Linked DNA regions of Mus musculus: regions 2, 3, 4, 5, 6 and 7 are each linked to region 1. Evidence: chromatin contacts called from public HiCAR-type and promoter capture Hi-C data. All regions are on one chromosome and are shown on one strand. Each heading gives the region's core, a stretch centred on a gene start, on an enhancer-like site or on the middle of the called end of the contact. The rest is flanking DNA. Distances are from core to core; before and after follow the strand shown. Region 1 holds the start of Hmgxb4 (HMG box domain containing 4). Region 2 holds the start of Tpm4 (tropomyosin 4). Region 3 holds the start of Rab8a (RAB8A, member RAS oncogene family). Region 4 holds the start of Ap1m1 (adaptor-related protein complex AP-1, mu subunit 1). Region 5 holds the start of Klf2 (Kruppel-like factor 2 (lung)). Region 6 holds the start of Tmem184c (transmembrane protein 184C). Region 7 holds the start of Eps15l1 (epidermal growth factor receptor pathway substrate 15-like 1).

The links. Promoter capture Hi-C pulls out the DNA fragments that hold promoters and counts their contacts. HiCAR-type assays count read pairs that join an accessible place to other places. Capture Hi-C pulls out chosen DNA fragments and counts their contacts.
Region 2: a promoter capture Hi-C map of liver shows a contact between it and region 1, with 2.6 times the contacts expected there. The contact joins the promoter of Tpm4 here to the promoter of Hmgxb4 in region 1. A contact is called at or near these places in 2 of 39 promoter capture datasets (cranial neural crest and liver) and 2 of 115 datasets of contacts at active chromatin or transcription factors (embryonic forebrain and stem cell-derived neural progenitor cells).
Region 3: a promoter capture Hi-C map of hippocampal neurons shows a contact between it and region 1, with 2.8 times the contacts expected there. The contact joins the promoter of Rab8a here to the promoter of Hmgxb4 in region 1. A contact is called at or near these places in 5 of 39 promoter capture datasets (the 3T3-L1 cell line, cranial neural crest, hippocampal neurons and 2 more).
Region 4: a contact with region 1 is called in a HiCAR-type map of astrocytes, with 5 times the contacts expected there. The contact joins the promoter of Ap1m1 here to the promoter of Hmgxb4 in region 1. A contact is called at or near these places in 2 of 39 promoter capture datasets (cranial neural crest and hippocampal neurons) and 2 of 115 datasets of contacts at active chromatin or transcription factors (astrocytes and embryonic forebrain).
Region 5: a contact with region 1 is called in a promoter capture Hi-C map of liver, with 3 times the contacts expected there. The contact joins the promoter of Klf2 here to the promoter of Hmgxb4 in region 1. A contact is called at or near these places in 7 of 39 promoter capture datasets (cranial neural crest, embryonic stem cells, frontonasal cranial neural crest and 4 more), 3 of 115 datasets of contacts at active chromatin or transcription factors (all in embryonic stem cells) and 1 of 9 other capture datasets (embryonic stem cells).
Region 6: a promoter capture Hi-C map of pre-B cells shows a contact between it and region 1. The contact joins the promoter of Tmem184c here to the promoter of Hmgxb4 in region 1. A contact is called at or near these places in 3 of 39 promoter capture datasets (liver and pre-B cells), 1 of 484 Hi-C or Micro-C datasets (B cells), 1 of 115 datasets of contacts at active chromatin or transcription factors (astrocytes) and 1 of 9 other capture datasets (adipose tissue).
Region 7: a contact with region 1 is called in a promoter capture Hi-C map of pancreatic islet, with 52 times the contacts expected there. The contact joins the promoter of Eps15l1 here to the promoter of Hmgxb4 in region 1. A contact is called at or near these places in 1 of 39 promoter capture datasets (stem cell-derived epiblast-like cells), 6 of 115 datasets of contacts at active chromatin or transcription factors (astrocytes, embryonic forebrain, embryonic limb bud and 3 more) and 1 of 9 other capture datasets (pancreatic islet).

What each region holds. Positions count from the first base shown.
Region 1 is chr8:74,992,349-74,995,024 of GRCm38.p6, forward strand. It overlaps Hmgxb4 (HMG box domain containing 4), which reads left to right and starts at 1,302. Exons shown (of 11, transcript NM_178017.2): 1 at 1,302-1,401.
Region 2 is chr8:72,133,961-72,136,636 of GRCm38.p6, forward strand. It overlaps Tpm4 (tropomyosin 4), which reads left to right and starts at 1,328. Exons shown (of 8, transcript NM_001001491.2): 1 at 1,328-1,493. The coding sequence starts at 1,362.
Region 3 is chr8:72,159,876-72,162,551 of GRCm38.p6, forward strand. It overlaps Rab8a (RAB8A, member RAS oncogene family), which reads left to right and starts at 1,325. Exons shown (of 8, transcript NM_023126.2): 1 at 1,325-1,607. The coding sequence starts at 1,484.
Region 4 is chr8:72,238,637-72,241,312 of GRCm38.p6, forward strand. It overlaps Ap1m1 (adaptor-related protein complex AP-1, mu subunit 1), which reads left to right and starts at 1,382. Exons shown (of 12, transcript NM_007456.5): 1 at 1,382-1,607. The coding sequence starts at 1,566.
Region 5 is chr8:72,317,688-72,320,363 of GRCm38.p6, forward strand. Klf2 (Kruppel-like factor 2 (lung)) reads left to right here and starts at 1,375. Exons shown (of 3, transcript NM_008452.2): 1 at 1,375-1,462; 2 at 1,739-2,555. The coding sequence starts at 1,391.
Region 6 is chr8:77,609,303-77,611,978 of GRCm38.p6, forward strand. Tmem184c (transmembrane protein 184C) reads right to left here and starts at 1,351. Exons shown (of 10, transcript NM_145599.4): 1 at 801-1,351. The coding sequence starts at 923.
Region 7 is chr8:72,420,147-72,422,822 of GRCm38.p6, forward strand. It overlaps Eps15l1 (epidermal growth factor receptor pathway substrate 15-like 1), which reads right to left and starts at 1,328. Exons shown (of 24, transcript NM_007944.3): 1 at 1,259-1,328. The coding sequence starts at 1,291. Gm46043 (a long non-coding RNA gene) reads left to right here. Exons shown (of 3, transcript XR_001778581.2): 1 at 1-1,634.

The sequences.
Region 1 (2,676 bases), core at 52-2,551:
GGAGGATTTCTGTGAATTTCAGGCAAGCCTTGTCTACATAATGAGTTCCAGGACAGCCAGGGCTGCTTCCTCCACCCATCCCTCCCGCCAAAACTGCCTACCTCCTGTGACTTTGACAAAGCAAAACAGAAGAGAAATTCCTCCCTAGAGCAGATGAAGGCTGGGTCTTTTCAGTGAGGAGGGCACCAGCTTCTGGTTGCCCTGATGGAGTGAGCACTGTTCACACAGAAGGCTATTATATACTTACACTATGCTACAAAAACAGAGTCTTTATATTAAACCAGGCTCTGGAAATTGTAAATGCTATTGATTTATTGAGTTCTCCTCAATAAATCAGAAGAAACTGTTTTCTCCTGTTTCTTAGAGAAAGAGTAACTTATTTATTTCCATTTTGTGTGTTTTTAGGGGACATTCCTGTGGCAGTCAAACTTGCATGAATCAGTTCTCTCTTTCCACCATGTAAATTTCCGGTGTCAAACACATACCCAGAGATTTGGTGTAAAATATTTTAACCCACTGAACCAATTCACCAGTCCTCTTAACACTTAAACAAAAATTGGTGTGAGCGGTGTAATAATTTGGTGAGAAAACAGCTTGTCTTACAAGTGTATGGTCTTCCACTTCACCTGGGCTACTCTCCAGATGTAAATGCTAAATTACAAATAAATACGGCTATTAACCCTTATCGCTCTGAGTCCGGCAAAGAACAGATTGTCTTGAAATAAACAGCATAACATTCTGTCTTAAATACAAAAGATTTAGGGGTAAAAGGAGAACAAGAAGGGCTACTATTAGGTGACCAGAAAGGACCGAGATTGCGGAGAAGGACCCATGAGTTCCTAAAAGAGAATACAAAGCTAATTGTCTAATTTTAAGTCTGTCATGAAATTTTCGAGGTTTGTATAAGCACGTGGTAGATAAGTACATAAAATTGTAACTGACAGTGAACGTATAAAATCCAAAGCCAAGCTCCATTGCTTCAGAACGACTGTTCTAATTGCATAGAAGTTTACGGAGCTGTAAAGACTTTGGGTTGGGGCAGGTGTTTGGCTACATTAATCTAATTGCCTGATATTTTTTATTCGCAATTTCTTTACAGAAAGATATTTTTATTGAAGAATAAACAGGAGACTTTTGAAATTATTTGTTTAGACCGAGAAGAGATTTCTAGACTAAACCTGCAACGGAGGAGTGTATTCTCAAACGGTACCGCGACCGCGCTCAACAAGCAGGTTTATTCGATGCGCTCGACGCTCTTTCGCCGGCGCGGTAGCCCCGCTGCAGTAGGAGTCTGCGCTCTGGGCTCGACTGAGGCGCCCTTGTTGCTCGCGCTTTTCTCTCCTTCTCCAAGATGGCGGCCGTCGGCGGCGCTGAGGCGGGATCCGAGCGAGCCGAGTGAAGGTAGCGGCGAGCGGAGCCCCCACCAGACCCGTCCGGACCCCCACCCCGGGGCGGCAACGGCCCCGCCCGGCCTCCGCCCACCGCTCCGGCCCCCCGACACCGTCCGGGAGGCGCTTCAGGCCCGCCGCGGCCTAGCTCGGGGGCCAAGCCGGGAACTGGAGTAGCGGCTGCAGCCGCCCCGGGGAAGGGGCTCGAGCGGGCCGCAGGAGGAAGGCGGCGGGAGCTGTTCAAACGGGGAAGGCGGGAAAGCTGCGGGGCCGGGAGGGGGCGTGCGGCCGCCCCAGGGACCCGCGGCCCGCGCCGCCCCTCCCCCTGCGCCGCTGTCTGGGCGCTCCGGGGCGCCGGAGGCCGACGGGACGTGGGAACACGGGTCGGGCGGAGCGCGGCATGGGAGCCGGGGCGCGGGCTACCTGGGGCTGTCAGGAAGAGAGGTCCCGGGCCGGCGGGCGGGAGGGCTGGGCGCGCGGTGAGCGGCGAGCGGGAGAGGATGCCCGGAGCTTCCTGCGCTGCGCAGAGCTTTGTTGAACTAGCGGTTGCAGCAGACCTGCCGAGGTTATCACAGCGGGGACCCCGGGAACGGTGGTCTTGGGGACTGTATGGATAAACGATCTCGTATTGTGTGTGTTCTTTGCGTGCGACTCAGTTTGAACATGCCTTCTTAATTGGAGTCATCTCCATACAGGCCCATTTCCCCCTCCACAACCACTACTTGTAGGTTCACTTTAGTTTATATCATATAGCAGACAAGATATGTCTACCACCCACCCACCCCACCCTTGTTTCCAGTACTGGCTGATTCTATACCCTCGTAGCAAAATACATTTTTAAAAACTGCATCCAAAGTAAAGCCTGTTGATTATGGCTTGTCAAAATTTGGATCGCTGAACTCGTGGAACCGAGTATGTTATCAGCCAATCTGTGCAGTGGTCGTGGTTCCAGTTAGCATTGCAGTGAGAAGATTCAGTGCGCCTTTCTGGCTATGGAGATCTCTGCAAGTTGCGAAGCTGGCAGGGGCTGGAGTGCTGCATAGGTGGGTCCTTGGAAAAGGGTGTGGCAAGAACTCCAACAGATCCAAGAAGGAAGGAAACCCACTGAAGTAAGAATTCACCTGTGCTATCCTAGAAGTAGCAACAAAATATCAGAATCTGCCAACAGCTGGATGTGTTTCTTCCTTTGACTGCATGGACTGGCAATCTAAGTTCCTAAAAACAGCCTTGGAGGAAACTCCCGTCTGGAGGAGACAGACCTTCCTTGCCCAGTTTACTGGGTGGATTT
Region 2 (2,676 bases), core at 78-2,577, 2.9 Mb before region 1:
AGAGGCAGGCGGATTTCCGAGTTCGAGGCCAGCCTGGTCTACAGAGTTCCAGGACAGCCAGGGCTACACAGAGAAACCCTGTCTCAAAAACAAAAACAAAAACAAACAAACAAAAAAACAGATGCCTAACAAATGTGCAAAAGTTAGAGGAGTGAAAATTTGATCTTAGAGGGGAATTGGTCCCTGAGAGTGGGTCTCTTCCAGGACAGACCTGAAAGCCAGGTGTGGGAGCCAGATTGGAGTGGGAGCAGGATGTGGGGCTCTTGAGGGTAAGTTTCTCAGCAGGGGAAAGGGCTTGCACACTGGTCAGAAAGTTTCTGCCTACAAAACTGGGAGTTTCTATAGGCTCCACTTTGCTTAAACAGAGATCACCTGAGAGCTGCATTCAGAAAGTGAGAATGCAAAATCCAATTTGTAGTGTTTCAAACTAAAGCTATGACTTCCTCAAGAGAGTGGGGACTCTTATGAGTCCAAGAATGGCCAGTCCTTAGGTCAAGAGTAAAATCCCTCTGTATTCAGTAATGCACACTTACCGCTCTGTGTATGTGGAGGGAGTATTTTATATTTTATGTGAGGGTGTTTTGCATGCATGCATGCCTATGCTAAGGGGTCATGGAAGCAGAGAATGTTGGCTCCCCTGGAACAGGAGCTGGGAATCAACCTGAGTCCTCTGTACAAGACCTTGTCTATATACACTTTTTACTTTCACAAACTTGTGTCCTCTGAATGAGACCTTCTTTATATAAACCTTTTACTTTCTACATTAATGTGGGCGCATGTGTGAGATTAATGGACTCTGGGCATTAGGCTTGGTGGCAAGCACCTCTACCCATGGAGCCATCTCATCAGCTCATAAAGACTTTGTTCATTTGCAGGGCCTTAAACTCCCAGTCCTTCTGCCTCAGCCTCCCAAACTCCGGGCAATGGACCATTAGGCTGACTCATTATCTTCTGTGTCCCCAGGTGAAAGAGCAGCTGACGTAGTTCCAGAAGAAACTGAAATGCGTGGAGGACGAACTGGACAGGCACTCCGAGGACCTGACAGACTTAAAGAAGACTCTAAAGCAGACGGAGAATAAAGGCTCCCAGGTAAGTGCGCGGCCGCTGGGCCAGGCGGGGCGGGCAGTGAGGGAGGACGAGGAGCCCACAGGGCAAAGGCGGCTAGCTGCACCGACGTCAGCCACCCCCTCCCACCCACCCCCCGCCCGGTGCTGACGTCGCGGCCGGCCCGGGTGACCTCATGGGCCTGACAGCAGGGCCGGGGGGCGGGGAGAGGCGGGGGCGGCCCCGGCGTGGCCAAGGCTGGCGGGCCCGGGCGCGGCCGCCCAGCTGTCGCCGGAGCCCAGCAGAACGATTGAGCTATGGCCGGCCTCAACTCACTGGAGGCAGTGAAGCGCAAGATCCAGGCCCTGCAGCAGCAGGCAGACGACGCAGAGGATCGCGCGCAAGGCCTGCAGCGCGAACTGGATGGCGAGCGCGAGCGGCGCGAGAAAGTGAGAGACCAGGACCCGCGCCGTCCGCGACCCCCGCCCGATCCCACTTTTCGTCCCGCGCGCTTCCGGGCCCGCAGTGCTCCCTGGCGCCCTCTTTTCTTCCCAGCTCCGCATGCTTCTAGCTCCCCCTTCCTCCGTCTCCCCTCCGCCTTGATCATCCATACCCTTGGATCCTGGAGCCCCGTACGCTGGCGGGGCAGGAACTGGGAGGTTGCGGGGGGGACAGTCCTGCGCGGGGCACTCCGGAGTAGTGGGGCAAATACCGCGCTCCCATTGTCTGCGGCTGACCAAGGTGGGGGCGGGGGCGGTGCGCGCTTTTGCTTCTTCGCGCCCGAACTTTCCCGGCACGTCCTTAGGGTGCGGCCGCGACACGTCCGCTGAGGGCGGGGTGGGGACAGGAGAATTTGGACGCTGGCCTGCAGGACACCCACCACCACCACCATCACCCTGTGTCCCCCTAGCCCCAGGTAATATCCACTAGGGGGCCTGCCCGACGCCGGAGCGCCCACTGTATGCGCCTTCCCTGAGAGTTCAGGGACCGGGGTGCATGAATAGTTCGGAAAGAGGAAAGGCCTCCGCGCCTCCTCTTCATCCCTGGGTCAAGCCCGGGGCCAGAGATGGGTCTGGGTTCTAAGCCCAGCTCTGGCACCCACAAAGCGTTCGATTCGTGTCTCCCAAAAGTCTGCTACAGGTGGGTAGAAAGAAAAGACTAGGGAGAGGCATTCCAGACGTTTCCGGGGCAAGGAGAGCCCCTTGCCTGAGTAGTAGGGCGGTGTTTGCTAGCGAAGGAGACTCACAGACAAGGGAAGAAGTGTTGTGTGATTGCCCAGGTCTCCTGAAGCCGTAGTGTGGGAACTCAGGGCGGGGACCCTAGAAACTGAAAGGCTAGGTGGAGTTGGCAGTGCAGGTACCGCCTGGACTCCTCCCAAGACTGCCTGGGCGACAGCCTGGCCTGGGTAGAAGCCTTGAATCCCTCAAGGACCGCTCGGGCTGGAGAAAGCCTCAGAACCGGGCGGAAGCTCTGCACAGTAGCTGTTACGGCTTCTCATACGCCCGTCCCACCCTAGACATCTCCAAAATGGCCTCGAGACTCCAGCCAAGCCAGGAATTTGGCGGCCCAAGGGTGGAGTGCGGGGGATGCCTTTTGGAAAACTCTGAGCTGCTTTAAAAGTTCATGTGGGAA
Region 3 (2,676 bases), core at 75-2,574, 2.8 Mb before region 1:
TATGCCCAGGAATTGAATACAATCCTCAGATTTAGCAACAAATGACTTACTTTACTGGCTGAGCCATGTAGTCAGCAACTCAGATCTTTTTTTTTTTAATTTATTTATTATATGTAAGTACACTGTAGCTGTCTTTAGACACCCCAGAAGAGGGCATCAGATCTCATTACTGATGATTGTGAGCCACCATGTAATTCAGGACCTCTGGAAGATCAGTAAGTGCTCTTAAACACTGAGCCATCTATCCACCCCCCCCCACTCCTTTTTTCTTTTTAAGATTTGAGTACACTGTAGTTGTCTTCAGACACACCAAAAGGGGGCACTGGATTCCATTACAGATGGTTATGAGGCACCATGTGGTTGCTGGGTATTGAACTCAAGGCCTCTGGAAGAGTAGTCTTAACCGCTGAGCCATCTCTCCAGCCCTCAGATGTTTATCTTAATGTGGCTTTATTTTATTTTGTCACTGTTCTCCCGTTACTCCGGGACTACACCTCAACATATTAAAAAACAGAAGGGAAAAAAAAATGCTACTCTGAAACCTAGGAAAGTCACTTCACCTGTCTTCAGTATACTTACCATAAAACGAGGAAAAGATTACCTACCAAGCCGGGCTGGTGTGGGGTGAAGGACCTTGACTTATTTTTAAGTATAGATAGCACCCGCAAGCACAGAAAAGAAAACAAAACAAAACAAAACAAAAAACGCTGCCATTACTTGGAAATGATAACATAGCCCTACCGGCGCTGAAGCCCTGGGATCGCTCACGGCAATGGCCGGCTTGCCTGTACAGCACCTAAGTAAGTCCAATGGTGGGCGCCAAGGCCGAGGAGCGAGTCTGCAGCACATCTTAACCCGCGCCACTTTTGCACCGCCGAAAATCCTCCTCAGAAGCATTACCACAGGTACTTCCTGCGCTTCGCCTCAGCGCCGGCTGCGGCTACGGCTGCTGCTGCGCAGGCAGAGAAGGCGGGAAACACGAGGCGTTCTCTGCGCGCGTGCGCTCTCTGCCAGAGCCAACCGTCTTCCCAGTACGCTTGCGCCTGTTCACCAAGCCCGTCCCTCCCACTCTCTCATCAACCAGCGCGCGGAATTGTTGGGGTCCCTCCTGTCGGGGGCAGGGCCTGGACGCTGAAGGGCTGAGGAGAAGGCGCGCACGGGAAGGCGGGGTCAAGATGTGACCACACCCATCGCTGGTCATTTGACGCCCTCACCCTCGACTCTCCAGCACTAGCCAATAACAAACCTCCCTATACCAAGCGTCAACCAATGGGCTGTGCAGTCGGCTGCTTCCGGCTCTGCGCCGCTTTCGCCTTTTTCCCCTGGGCTCTCTGCGACAGGCGGGGCTCCGGGTGGCGGGCGTAGGCCTGGATGATGCGCGGCGGGCAGGGGGCCAATAGGGGGCGGGATCTGAGATGATAGACGGGTCCAGCGACCAGTGGCGAGGCGCCGGCCGTACTTCCCGTCGGGGAGAGAGTGTAATATGGCGAAGACCTACGATTACCTGTTCAAGCTGCTGCTGATCGGGGACTCGGGGGTAGGGAAGACCTGTGTCCTGTTCCGCTTCTCCGAGGACGCCTTCAACTCCACATTCATCTCTACCATAGGTAGCGGGGCCTTGGGCGGCCGGTGACCAGGGCTGGACGCGCCCCTATGGGGCTGGGCTGAGGGATCGACTCAGGATCCACTCGGGCCGAGGATCCGGGAGGGTCACGGGGCTGGACAGAGAACCGCAGCGGCCTCCACCTCCCGCCAGGGAGTCCAGGCCGGGACCCTGGCGGGCGCCGGAGACCAAGGTGCAGACAGGGACATGCAGGCTGCAGTCTGAGGAAGAGCCTGCCCTGGGGTCCTGGCGCCTGTCAACTCTCTGTGTCTTTACATCAGACCTCTACACTGTTCTTCCGGGGAGACCCCCGTCTTCCAAAAGTGGAAACTGAGGCATGGAGGTGACACCTGACCTCGTAGTTTCCTATGTGGCAAGCTTGGCATGTGCAGTATCAAATCTGTAGTGTACTCGTGATGGGTGCTTTGTCCCTGGAGGAGGAATTTGAAACTGAGGGAGGGTGCGGCACGCACTGAAGGTCACAGTCTACAGGTATTAGGGATGAGATTTGAACCCAGGTGTGTCTGACTCCAAAATTCAAGGTTCAGCTGTTCCAGAGCTTCAAAGGACCAGCACCACTGATCCACATCTAAGTCAGGACTCCAACCCAAAGTCCTCCTGCCTTCTCTCTGAGGAATGGTGACAGTATCTGTCATCCTGGTGGGAATACAAGAGAAAAAGTTCCAGTAAGAAACTAAGTCCAGCCATGGCTACGTGCAGCCTTGACTGACTTCCTTTCACTGGGCCAAGAACACCACCTGAACAGCTTTTCCCCAGGGCTGCCTCACGGCACAGTTGAACAGAATTGGCTTGTGATGGCCCCAGTTCTGACGTCAAAAATGGTGCTGACCATGCTCCTTACCATGAATAGTCATGGCTCACATTGAGTGTTACCTGGAAGTAAATCCTGCCAAACAGAGTGACCTGGATGGTGTATGGTCCTGAAACAAGAGAATAGTCACTAGGCTTGGTTTATCCCTAGTCAGGATGTGGTTCCATTGTTGGAACCCTGGGTGCCATCTCCAGCACCCTGAAACCAGATGTGGTAGTGAACACCTGTAATGACAGCACTA
Region 4 (2,676 bases), core at 132-2,631, 2.8 Mb before region 1:
CCTCACCCTAAAGTTCGAAAAAACTGTTCCAAGAACATTTTTGAGATAAAGGCCTCCTGACGTAGATTCCTTGATAGGACATGACTCCTTAGTTACCTAGATTCCTTTGGCAGAACTCCCTAGTGATGTAAACTTGTACTTTTCCTGCCCAGTTCTCCCCCTTTGAGTTTTACTATATAAGCCTGTGAAAAATTTTGGCTGACTGTCGAGACTCCTCTACCCTGTGCTAAGGTGTATGAGTTTCGACCCCAGAGCTCTGTGTGCTTTCATGTTGCTGCTTTATTTCGACCCCAGAGCTCTGGTCTGTGTGCTTTCATGTCGCTGCTTTATTAAATCTTACCTTCTACATTTTATGTATGGTCTCAGTGTCTTCTTGGGTACGCGGCTGTCCCGGGACTTAAGTGTCTGAGTAAGGGTCTCCCTTCGGGAATCTTTCACTATGTGTCACACAAGTAAAAAACCACACAAAGTAAAAAACAAAAAAAAGCCCTTGGGGCGGGGAGGAGTGTTGATGGGCTCCTTTGATCTCTCGGTGGCAGAAAGGTGGTTAAGAATGGCAGAATTTGCCGGGCGGTGGTGGCGCACGCCTTTAATCCCAGCACTTGGGAAGCAGAGGCAGGTTTATTTCTGAGTTCAAGGCCAGCCTGGTCTACAAAGTGAGTTCCAGGACAGCCAGGACTATACAGAGAAACCCTGTCTCGAAAAAAGAAGAATGGCAGAATTAAAATTTAATCAGCCTTACTTTGGTTTTGTTTTTTTGAGACAGGGTTTCTCTGTATAGTCCTGGCTGTCCTGGAATTCACTTTGTAGACCAAGCTGGCCTCGAACTCAGAAATCCGCCTGTCTCTGCTTCCAGAGTGCTGGGATTAAAGGCGTGCGCTAGCTACCACGCCCGGCTCAGCCTTACTGTGAATTAGGCACAGGCTAAGTTACACACGTGCTACCCTGGGTTCACTGGGGCAAGACGGGTGAAGCCCAGTCAGTTGAGAGGTTGACAGTGACAAGTGATTGCTGATAAGGCTGGATTGCCATTGGGAGACTGACTTCCTTTAAGCGCCACCTAACGGCGAGTCACAGTCAGTGACGGGATATTAGTTTACTTGACTTCTGCAGAAAGCAAGGCTGTCTCGAAAAAACAAAAAAAGAAAAAGAAAAAAAAAGGCTCAACTCCAAATCGGTTCCGCTTTCAGCGTCTTCTCACAGCAACAGGCTTGGAAGCGTCCACCTTCATTCCACAGCTAGTCCTTCAGGTACAAGGAGTAATGACAAAGCTGCCCCGCCCTGGTCCTCCAGGCCCCGCTCTTCAGGAAGGCCACGCCCCCTGACTTCCGGCCCGTTTGAGCTATGGGTGAAAAATACTGCCAAAAAGTTCCTACTGCGCTTGCACTCAGTTACGCGCCTGCGCACTTGCGGCTCCCTTCAGACCGGACATAACGGTCCACGCGCTGCTTCATGGACCGGAAGTGGAGGGGAAGTGTCTCGGGGCGCGCCGGGCCTTGCTGAACGCCCGCAGTTCCTGCCGTTGCCGCCGCCCTCGGCTACTGCCGAGACCTTCCAAAGCCGCCATGTCCGCCAGCGCCGTCTACGTACTGGATCTGAAGGGCAAGGTACTGAAGGGTTCGCCACCCTCCGCGTTGCCAGGCAACCAACGGGCCCTCGCCCTGTCAGGACCCACCCTGTTGCTAGGCAACTGGCCGACCAGCCCAGCTAGGGCGTCAGGCAGGCGGGGCAGCCTCACTTGCCAGCCCTACCAAGTTACTAGGAAATGGGCGGTGGTCTTTCCGCGAGTCCCGCCCCATTGCTAGCCAACTTGGTGGGCTGCGGTTGCTAGGTAACTGTCCGCTTTGCCCCTTTCCCTTTTTGTTCGCCTGGGTACCGGACTCTAGCTTCTCCTGCGAACTCCTGTAGCAGGACCCTGCGCCCCGGGGACCGTGCGACCCTTGGCCAGAGGCGTGGCGGGAACTATGGCCTTAGGTCGGTCCCTCGCTCCACAGGCTTCAGCGTTCCCTAGAGCCACTGAGCTTCCTATGACATTAAGAGAAGCGGATGATAAAAGTGTGGTTTTAAGAAGGGCGTGGTGGCGCACGCCTTTAATCCCAGCACTCGGGAGGCAGTCAGGCGGATTTCTGAGTTCGAGGCCAGCCTGGTCTACAAAGTGAGTTCCAGGACAGACAGGGCTATACAGAGAAACCCTGCCTCGAAAAACAAAAACAAACAAAAGTGTGGTTTTAGAGGGGGAAACAGTGCCTAGAGTCACACTGATTACTGGGAAGTAGCGGCCTGGAAGCATCCTCGCCAGGCAGGTGCTAAGCCCAGGGCCACCGTGGGTTAGCCTAATCTGTCATAGCTCAACTTAGTCACTTGGAAAAAACAGAAATAGATGAATACCTATTGGGGCCATGTCTTCATAATGGACTAGCAGCTGCAACTGAAGAATCAGGGAGAGCTATCCTGACTGGGAATAACAAAGACTGCTGAGACATGAAGGCCCTGCACAGAAACAGGACCCTGGCATCTTGCCCAGCGTTATCTGAGAAAGAAATCTTCATTTGTGTGTTTCTGCGGGTGTGTGGAGGAAGGAGACCCCTGCTACTCTTACATGGGCTCTTGTTATCGAACTCGGGTCACTAGACTGATTGAGCTAGGCTGCCTGAACCGTTAAAACGCATGGATCTG
Region 5 (2,676 bases), core at 125-2,624, 2.7 Mb before region 1:
CCTGGTTTCAGGTCACAGCTTCAATGCCCTCCCTCTCTCTATTACCCTCTTGCTTTCTCCAGAGCTTACCTCAATGTTTGCCTCCGGGGTTAAGGTCAAAATTGCACCAATGTCCTTCCCCAGGCTCACCACATACTTCCTCCTCTTCCACTGTTCCTTTTTTTTTTCTGTTTAGGCCCCTTGGGTATTATGCATATTTATTTGATGTGCCCATCCCCCACTGAGTATCCCTTGCAAGTCTTGACAGTCAGACAACAGCTCTTCCCTGCACTAGAAGGATTTATGTGAGGTGTATGTTTGTGGGAGGTGAAAGGTCCCAGAGACTCAGTACTGTATTTATGTATCTAGTGTAAATTGTAATTATTACATGCTATTGTGTATTTGCACGTGCGCCAGTGCACTGTGAGGTCTAAGGACAACTTATGGGAACGGATTCTCTCCCCCTTTTGGGAACTGAGCTCCTTGGATGAGGCTTGTAAGCAGACACTAAGCCATCATGCCTGCCTCTAGTGTTTGCTTCTTTTTTAAGACACGGTCTCTTGTAGCCAAAGGGGCCTTGAACCTAATGCTTTCAACCTCCTAAATGTTCTGAAGACAAGCATATACCACCATGCCATGGTGTCTGCCTCTGTGTGTGTGTGTGTGTCTCCTTCCCTCCCTCCCTCCCTCCCTCCCTCCCTCCCTCCCTCCCTCCCTCCCTCCCTCCCTCCCTCCCTCCCTCCCTCCCTCCCATCTCTCTCTCTCTCTCTCTCTCTCTCTCTCTCCCTCTCTCTCTCTTTCTCTCTCTGTGTCTATCTCTCTCCCTCTGTGTGTGTGTGTGTGTGTGTGTGTGTGTGTGTGTGTATTAAGGGGGCTACGATGCTCCAGGCTGGCCTCAACTCCCTTCTAGGCAGGCCCCAAACTTCATCCTTCTTGTCTTAGCTTCCAAGGTAGCTTAAACAAAGATTTCACAGAGCGTTCCCTGGGTGAGCACTGTGACCCCAGACTCCCCATGCATCGGTCCAGGTTTCCAGGGGCTTGAGGCTGGGGAGATACCGGGAAAGCCTCGTCACCCGTGTTCCCCGCGGAGTCCCAGGTGCCACCCCCTCCCCCGCCCCCCGCGCGCGCTAACTATGCTGTTGTGCCTGGTTTGTTGACGCCGTCGCCATAGGGACGGTCGGGGGCGGGGCCCGGCCGCGGGGGCGGGGCTTGAGGAGCGCAGTCCGGGCTCCCGCAGTAGCCGCCACAGCCACCACCGCCAGGCTTATATACCGCGGCTAAATTTAGGCTGAGCCCGGAGCTCGTCCCCATCCGGGACGCGTTTCCGTCGACGCCTCCTAGCCCGGCCCTCTGTGCCTGCCGCGCCTATAAGGCCTGGGTGGGCCGGGCCACAGCACACACAGTCCCTGCCATGGCGCTCAGCGAGCCTATCTTGCCGTCCTTTGCCACTTTCGCCAGCCCGTGCGAGCGCGGCCTCCAGGAGGTGAGGGCAGCGAGGGTCCGCGGGCGGCGGGGTAGCAAGGTACCAGGCTACAGGGTGCAGGAGCCAGTACTGGAGATGACAAGGTCCAGGGTGCTGACCGCCTCAGGGAGTTAGACTTCAGGCTGTGGGACAGGAGGTGGGTGCAGGGACTGAGGACACGCGCGCTGAAGGGATGCCGTGCACCGGGTGCAGATCTTGAGGGCCTAGTTGTTAGACTTTGGGGTGCAGGGTAGCAGGAGGCACCCCCACTCACGTCCCGCGCCCTGTCTCCTGCAGCGCTGGCCGCGAAATGAACCCGAGGCGGGCGGCACGGATGAGGACCTAAACAACGTGTTGGACTTCATCCTCTCCATGGGATTGGACGGTCTGGGCGCCGAAAATCCTCCCGAGCCCCCGCCGCAGCCCCCGCCGCCTGCCTTCTACTACCCGGAGCCGGGTGCTCCGCCGCCCTACAGCATCCCCGCGGCCAGCCTGGGAACAGAGCTGCTGCGCCCCGACCTGGACCCGCCTCAGGGGCCGGCTCTGCACGGCCGCTTCCTCCTCGCGCCTCCCGGGCGGCTAGTGAAGGCCGAGCCCCCCGAGGTGGACGGCGGCGGCTACGGCTGCGCTCCGGGCCTGGCCCACGGACCGCGCGGGCTGAAGCTCGAGGGCGCCCCAGGAGCGACAGGTGCATGCATGCGGGGTCCCGCCGGCCGCCCCCCGCCGCCCCCGGACACGCCGCCGCTCAGCCCCGACGGCCCCCTGCGCATCCCGGCGTCCGGTCCCCGCAACCCGTTCCCGCCGCCCTTCGGTCCCGGCCCCAGCTTCGGCGGTCCCGGCCCCGCGTTGCACTACGGGCCTCCCGCGCCTGGCGCCTTCGGTCTTTTCGAGGACGCGGCGGCAGCGGCGGCGGCGCTGGGCTTGGCTCCACCTGCCACGCGCGGTCTCCTCACGCCGCCCTCGTCCCCGCTGGAGCTGCTGGAGGCCAAGCCCAAACGCGGCCGCCGCTCCTGGCCCCGCAAGCGCGCCGCCACACATACTTGCAGCTACACCAACTGCGGCAAGACCTACACCAAGAGCTCGCACCTAAAGGCGCATCTGCGTACACACACAGGTGGGCGCCTGGCCTCATTCCCGGGATCTGCGGCAGGGGGATGGCCGCGAGTTCAGGAACAGGCTAGGTTACAGAGGAAGACCCTGTCCATCCTCCAGAAGGGAAATGGATACTGTCCCCA
Region 6 (2,676 bases), core at 101-2,600, 2.6 Mb after region 1:
TAGATTCAGCTCAGTCCTCAGCACTCATTATGATGAGAGAGCAGAGCCAACTGCTCCAAGTTGTCCACCTTCAGACCTCCACAACTGGACCATCCCACGAACACACCAACAAATACACCTTTTTTTTTTTTTAAATATAAAGGAACACACAGGGGATGTTTGTAAAATTTTTGCTTTGGTTAAGGAGTAACTTCAGGTCTGGGGATGAAGCTCAGATGGTAGAGTGCTTGCCTCAAATAAACAAAGCCCTGGGTTCAATCCCTGCATTGAGTAAACAGAATGATGGATACACCGGTAATCCAAGCACTGGGAAGTTTGGATGCAGGAGGATCATCCTAGTCTACAAAGCAAAATCCAGAACAGCCTGGTTTACAGGAGATTTTAAGGAAAGAAACAAAGAAAACTTGTAACTTCAAACGTAAAGTTAATTAGCAAAGTCAATTTAACAAGAATCCTTTGGTTCCAGAAAACCGGCTAAAAGCCTATAAAATCCAGAACATAGTTTTTAAGATGGTTTATTTGGTCTGGTCAAGCCCTAGTACCTGCATAGCAGATCTGATTTCAAGAATAAAGTTCTTTCTGGGACTGATGAATATTGGGAAAGCGCCCATTGTAAGTAGGTGCTTTAACTATTTGTTTCTCGACCCGGACCTACCTCCAGTTGTAGCGGCTAAATAAAACCAGTCAGGTTGGTTTAATGTCCACAGACGAAATGTTTTTCAGACCTCAAGCATTAGAAGGCAGACAAAGGAACTCTGTCAACCAGCGGAAGAAAGGGTAGAGGTGCAGGACCCTCTTACCTTCATTTTTTGAAACTTCCAAATGCATATCGGAACCGCGACCAGGATGGTTGTTGCGTAAAAAAGTACCAACAGGGGTCGGATCCATCTCCTCCAGTTACTCCGATTACATGCGCAAGGCATGTTCTGTAACAGATTCTCTTTGAGTAGCTGAATAATCGAACCAAACCAAGAATTTGGCAAGTTCGCTTTTTCGGTTGTCTTCTCCGCTGGCGCCCTATAGGAAAAGATTTACTAGCCGCTGGCGCCGCGTTCTCGGGTCGCTCTGTGTTTGCGGCTGCTGCAGCGGTGGCCGCTCGGGATGCTCGCAGGTGCAGGCTGCATCCTCGCCGGCCAACCCGCATGGACTCAGTGCCGCCGCGGCGTCGCCTCCGCCTCACCTGGAGGTCACCCAGAGTCTCCGCTGCATCGTGACCCCGAGGACTATCAGGGTAAACTAGGGATTCTAGGCACTCGGGGTCTGACCTGCATCTGGTACCCTACCAGCCCTCTCCCTAGTCCAGCTCTGGCAGGCTAGTCTCCGCCCCCGGAAGACCCGGCCCAGAACTTCCTCACTCACGGCTTTGGAACCTCTACAGTACTCATCTTCAGAACTCATCTTCCGCCGACTATTCCACTTCCGTTTCCGATCAGATGCTTGCAGCAAATGATTTGCTCTGAGTTTCAAGCTGAGCTAAACCTTGTCCCGCAACGCAAAGCATTGTGATTGGTCAGTTACGGAGGAGGGCGTGGCTGTAACCTAGGTTACCGAGAGGGCGTGGCAAGGGCAGGAAGGAGAGTAGCGGCGGATTTCTGGCATCTCTAATTTACCTAGTCTAAGTGGTTCCCTAAAAGGGCTCCGAAAGTTGTAGGAACTGGGGACGTTTCAGAAACACCCGCTACATTCCTGAGACTTTACTCCATCTAAAGAAAAGTCATAGTGAGGGGCAGTCACTGTGGAGTGGAACTTGAAATAGCTTTATTTTTCTCAGAAGGCTTCCCAGTTGTCTTTAGGGGTGGAATGGGAAGCCCGCTGGAATAAGACAGAATAGGTTAGATTTCAGTCAGTTGCTAGAGTTTAGGGTCCTAAGGAGGAATTTGTCTGCATAATTTCTAGACCCGGCAGAAGAATCATTCTAAGAATAGCTTTTTTGAAAGTAACCGCCAATATGAAATGTTCACGTTTCAAACTTGAGTTAAAAAAAAAACAAAATCTTATTTAAGATTTAAAAGGTTGGTATTCTGACATCTGTTCTATACACCTAAAGCTTTTAGCTGTATAGCTTTACAGATCAATGACACATGGGATCTTAAATTCTTTCTAAATCAAGGGAACAAGCAAACATCTGAGTCCCGACTAGACACTGAACACTGCATATATTGTCATTTTCTGAAATCAAACACTAACTTCTCTACCCATTTTGTATGAGTTGATCTGCATAAAAGTACCGAGTAGCGATGGGTAGTTTTCTGTTTCACAGATGAGAAAAGTGTCAAGTGATTAATAGTACCTATTAAGTAATAGAGCTGTTTTCTCTGACTTTGGACTCTGCTTGATGTTTAAATATTTGCCATCACCTGCAACCAGGGGACTTCTGCCTATTAGCCATCTGGACAAAATGTCATGGACCAGAGTCTCAAAGTATACAGATGAAATCACATTCCTCAGTTACCAGAGCCTGGAGTCTGACTTCTGCAGTCTTTCTCCTGTGATCTCCATTTTGCACATTTCCTTAAAGGGGCTGTAGGACTTTAGTTTGGTCTACACTATAAGTTAAAATAGTTGGTTTTAAGGAAATTCCTAACCATTAATGAAATCTTGGTATACTGTTGAAGTTCAGAAAATTAGGGAAAACTCTTGCTTTACAGCTTATCACCACTACTTATTTCTTGGCAA
Region 7 (2,676 bases), core at 78-2,577, 2.6 Mb before region 1:
AATCACAGGTGCTGTAAGAGCATGTTAATTAATATCTACTGGTCTCCACATGTTAATATAGTGTCAAGGCTGCTGGTGGCTGGTCCTTCCAGGACTTAACCACCCTGTATTGCCCTCTCCTTCAGACCAGGTGACCTGGGTGCATCAGCCTGCCAAGCAGTTCTTACCAGCTTTGGCATTCATACTTGCTCTTGTCTTAGTCCCAAACACCCGAATTTATTGACGGGTAACAAAAGAGCTTCCAATGTGTTAGGCAAAATGTGCTTTCCACAGTTTTCTGCTAATGCATTTTACATCTCTATTTTCCAAATGAGGTAATTGATATGCTGAGGTTAAGAAGCCTGCTTCAAGGACACTCTTCCAGAGTTGGAGCCGAGATCTGAATATAAAATGCTTCCTCCTGGTAACCATGACCCTGCGAAAGACGATTCTAGCAAAGTGCATATAATATGCTGTGTGGAACAAACGGGTAATTTGGCAAATTAGCAGGACAGGAATACTTTCTAATTCTTATGGATGTCACCTGGAACTAGAGACTTTGTCAGTGAGAGACTGCTGAGCTCCCAAGCACCTGATCCCAAGCACGTTAGAAAGTGGCTGAAGAATGAATGAATGTTTTCCGCTAGAAGCACAATGGCCTTCTCACTGCTATTCTGTACGTCCCTGTAGCATTTGATACGTTCAAGAAAACCATCCAGCGACCCTGAGGACGAAGACTGGTGCATACCGTTGGGGGCGTAGGATCCGCGCTTTTCGCACCGCACAGAGCAGCGGAAGCGGATCTCGGGGGAAGGAGGGCTGGGCGGCCAGAGGCGAAGCGGGCGTGTCCCGGTTCCCCTTGCGACTCCAGTATGGGACACCACCCGCCCCGACGCCCGACCCCGCGGGAGACAAAGACTGGCGGCGGGCCCACCGCTCTCGCTCGCCTCCGCGGGGACGAAGCGCGACGCGGCTCGAACAACAGCGCCCACCCCCCAAACCCCCCCCCGTCCCTTAACCTGGCCAGGCCCCAGACGGAGCAGACATACGCAGCGGCCGCGCCCCATCACCTCTTCGCAGCCGCTCGGGGGTCGCCCGGCGCAAGAGTATGCGGGCCGCTCCGGCCTGTCACCTTCAGAACCGCCCGGCCCCCGCCACTCAGCCTCTGAGCCTTCAGCGCGCGCCTCCGCGGTCCCCTGGAGCCGCGCTTCCGCGACGACTTATCTTTCTCGCGGCAACCACCGTCCGCACCGCCCCACGGCGCACCCCAGCACCATACCTGCTGCGAGAGGGGTACAAGCGGCGCCGCCATCTTCGTGCGGACTCGGCCTCCGGAGCGCCGAAGGAACGGGGGCGGGGCCGTGCCTGCGCACTAGTACGAAGGAGGGATGCGATGCGCGCGCAGCACAGCCAGCGCAAGGACAGGCCACAGGACCAGAGTACACGTGCGCAGAAGGGAATCCAAGTCCTCCCGTGAGAAGTTTTGCAGTAAGAGGGCGGAGCCTCGATCACAGTGGAGAGGGCGGGGCAGTTCTGGCTGGAGGCGGAGCCTTTATGGGGAAGGCTCTGTCGCATAGCCTTACCAGAGTTGGCCGTACCGGGTGATTTAGAGAGCCTAGCCTAAAGCACAGCGTGACTAGAAGGTTCGGAGCCTCGTAAGTTTAGTGGGCCGAGAGTGGGCGGGCTAGTCGGTCTGTGGGGGTGGGGAGGGCCTCGTGTGCATCTCCTGATTGGAGTGGGCAAACCGAGCCCCTGGCTTTGGAGGCTCCTGTGAGGCAGGGAACCCAAGGGATAGGTAGGGCTCCCTTCCAGACCGCTGCACTCCAGCTCCCTGCACTTTCCAGTCTGGGTCTGTGAATCGGAGCTTGGCTAAACCCAGGCACCGTCTTAACTTCTCCACTCTAGTAGCCTCTACTAATGCCTAGGGTTTGCTGAACTTTTCCCGGGGAAATGGAGACAGTGGCACACAACAAAGTACCATGGTGCTCAAGTCTAACTTGGGCCATATGCAGTGTTAGTACCACTCAGTATGCTTGTTAAACAGATTTGGGTTCTGATTGCTTGCAGATGTGGGTGTAGCCTGACATCTGGTGTTTTTTGTTGTTTTTTTATGTGTATATGCCTGCTGTGCTCGTGCCAATGCCTGCCCAAGAGAGAAGAGTTTATTAGATGCCATTGAGCTGGAGTTAAAAGCACTTATGAGCCCCCAACCCCCGATATGAGTGGGAACAGAACTAGGGTCCTCTGGAAAAGCAACAAGCACCCTTAACCAACTAACTATATCTTCAGCTACTCTGGTATTTCTTTTTTTTTTTTTTTTTAAAGATTCATTTATTTATTATATGTAAGTACACTGTAGCTATCTTCAGACAATCCAGAAGAGGGAGTCAGATCTTGTTAAGGATGGTTGTGAGCCACCATGTGGTTGCTGGGATTTGAACTCCGAACCTTCAGAAGAGCAGTCGGGTGCTCTTACCCACTGAGCCATCTCACCAGCCCCTACTCTGGTATTTCTTTGTCTTTTTTTTTTTTTTTAAGTTACATTTTAACTTACATCTTAAAAGATTTGTGTGTTGGATGGCCCCTTCCACCATGAGTCACAGAGATAGGACTCAGGTTGTTAGCCTTGGCCGCAAGCATCTTTACCCACTGAGCTATCTTGCTGCCCCTTAGGACATCCTCATTCAAACCACTACA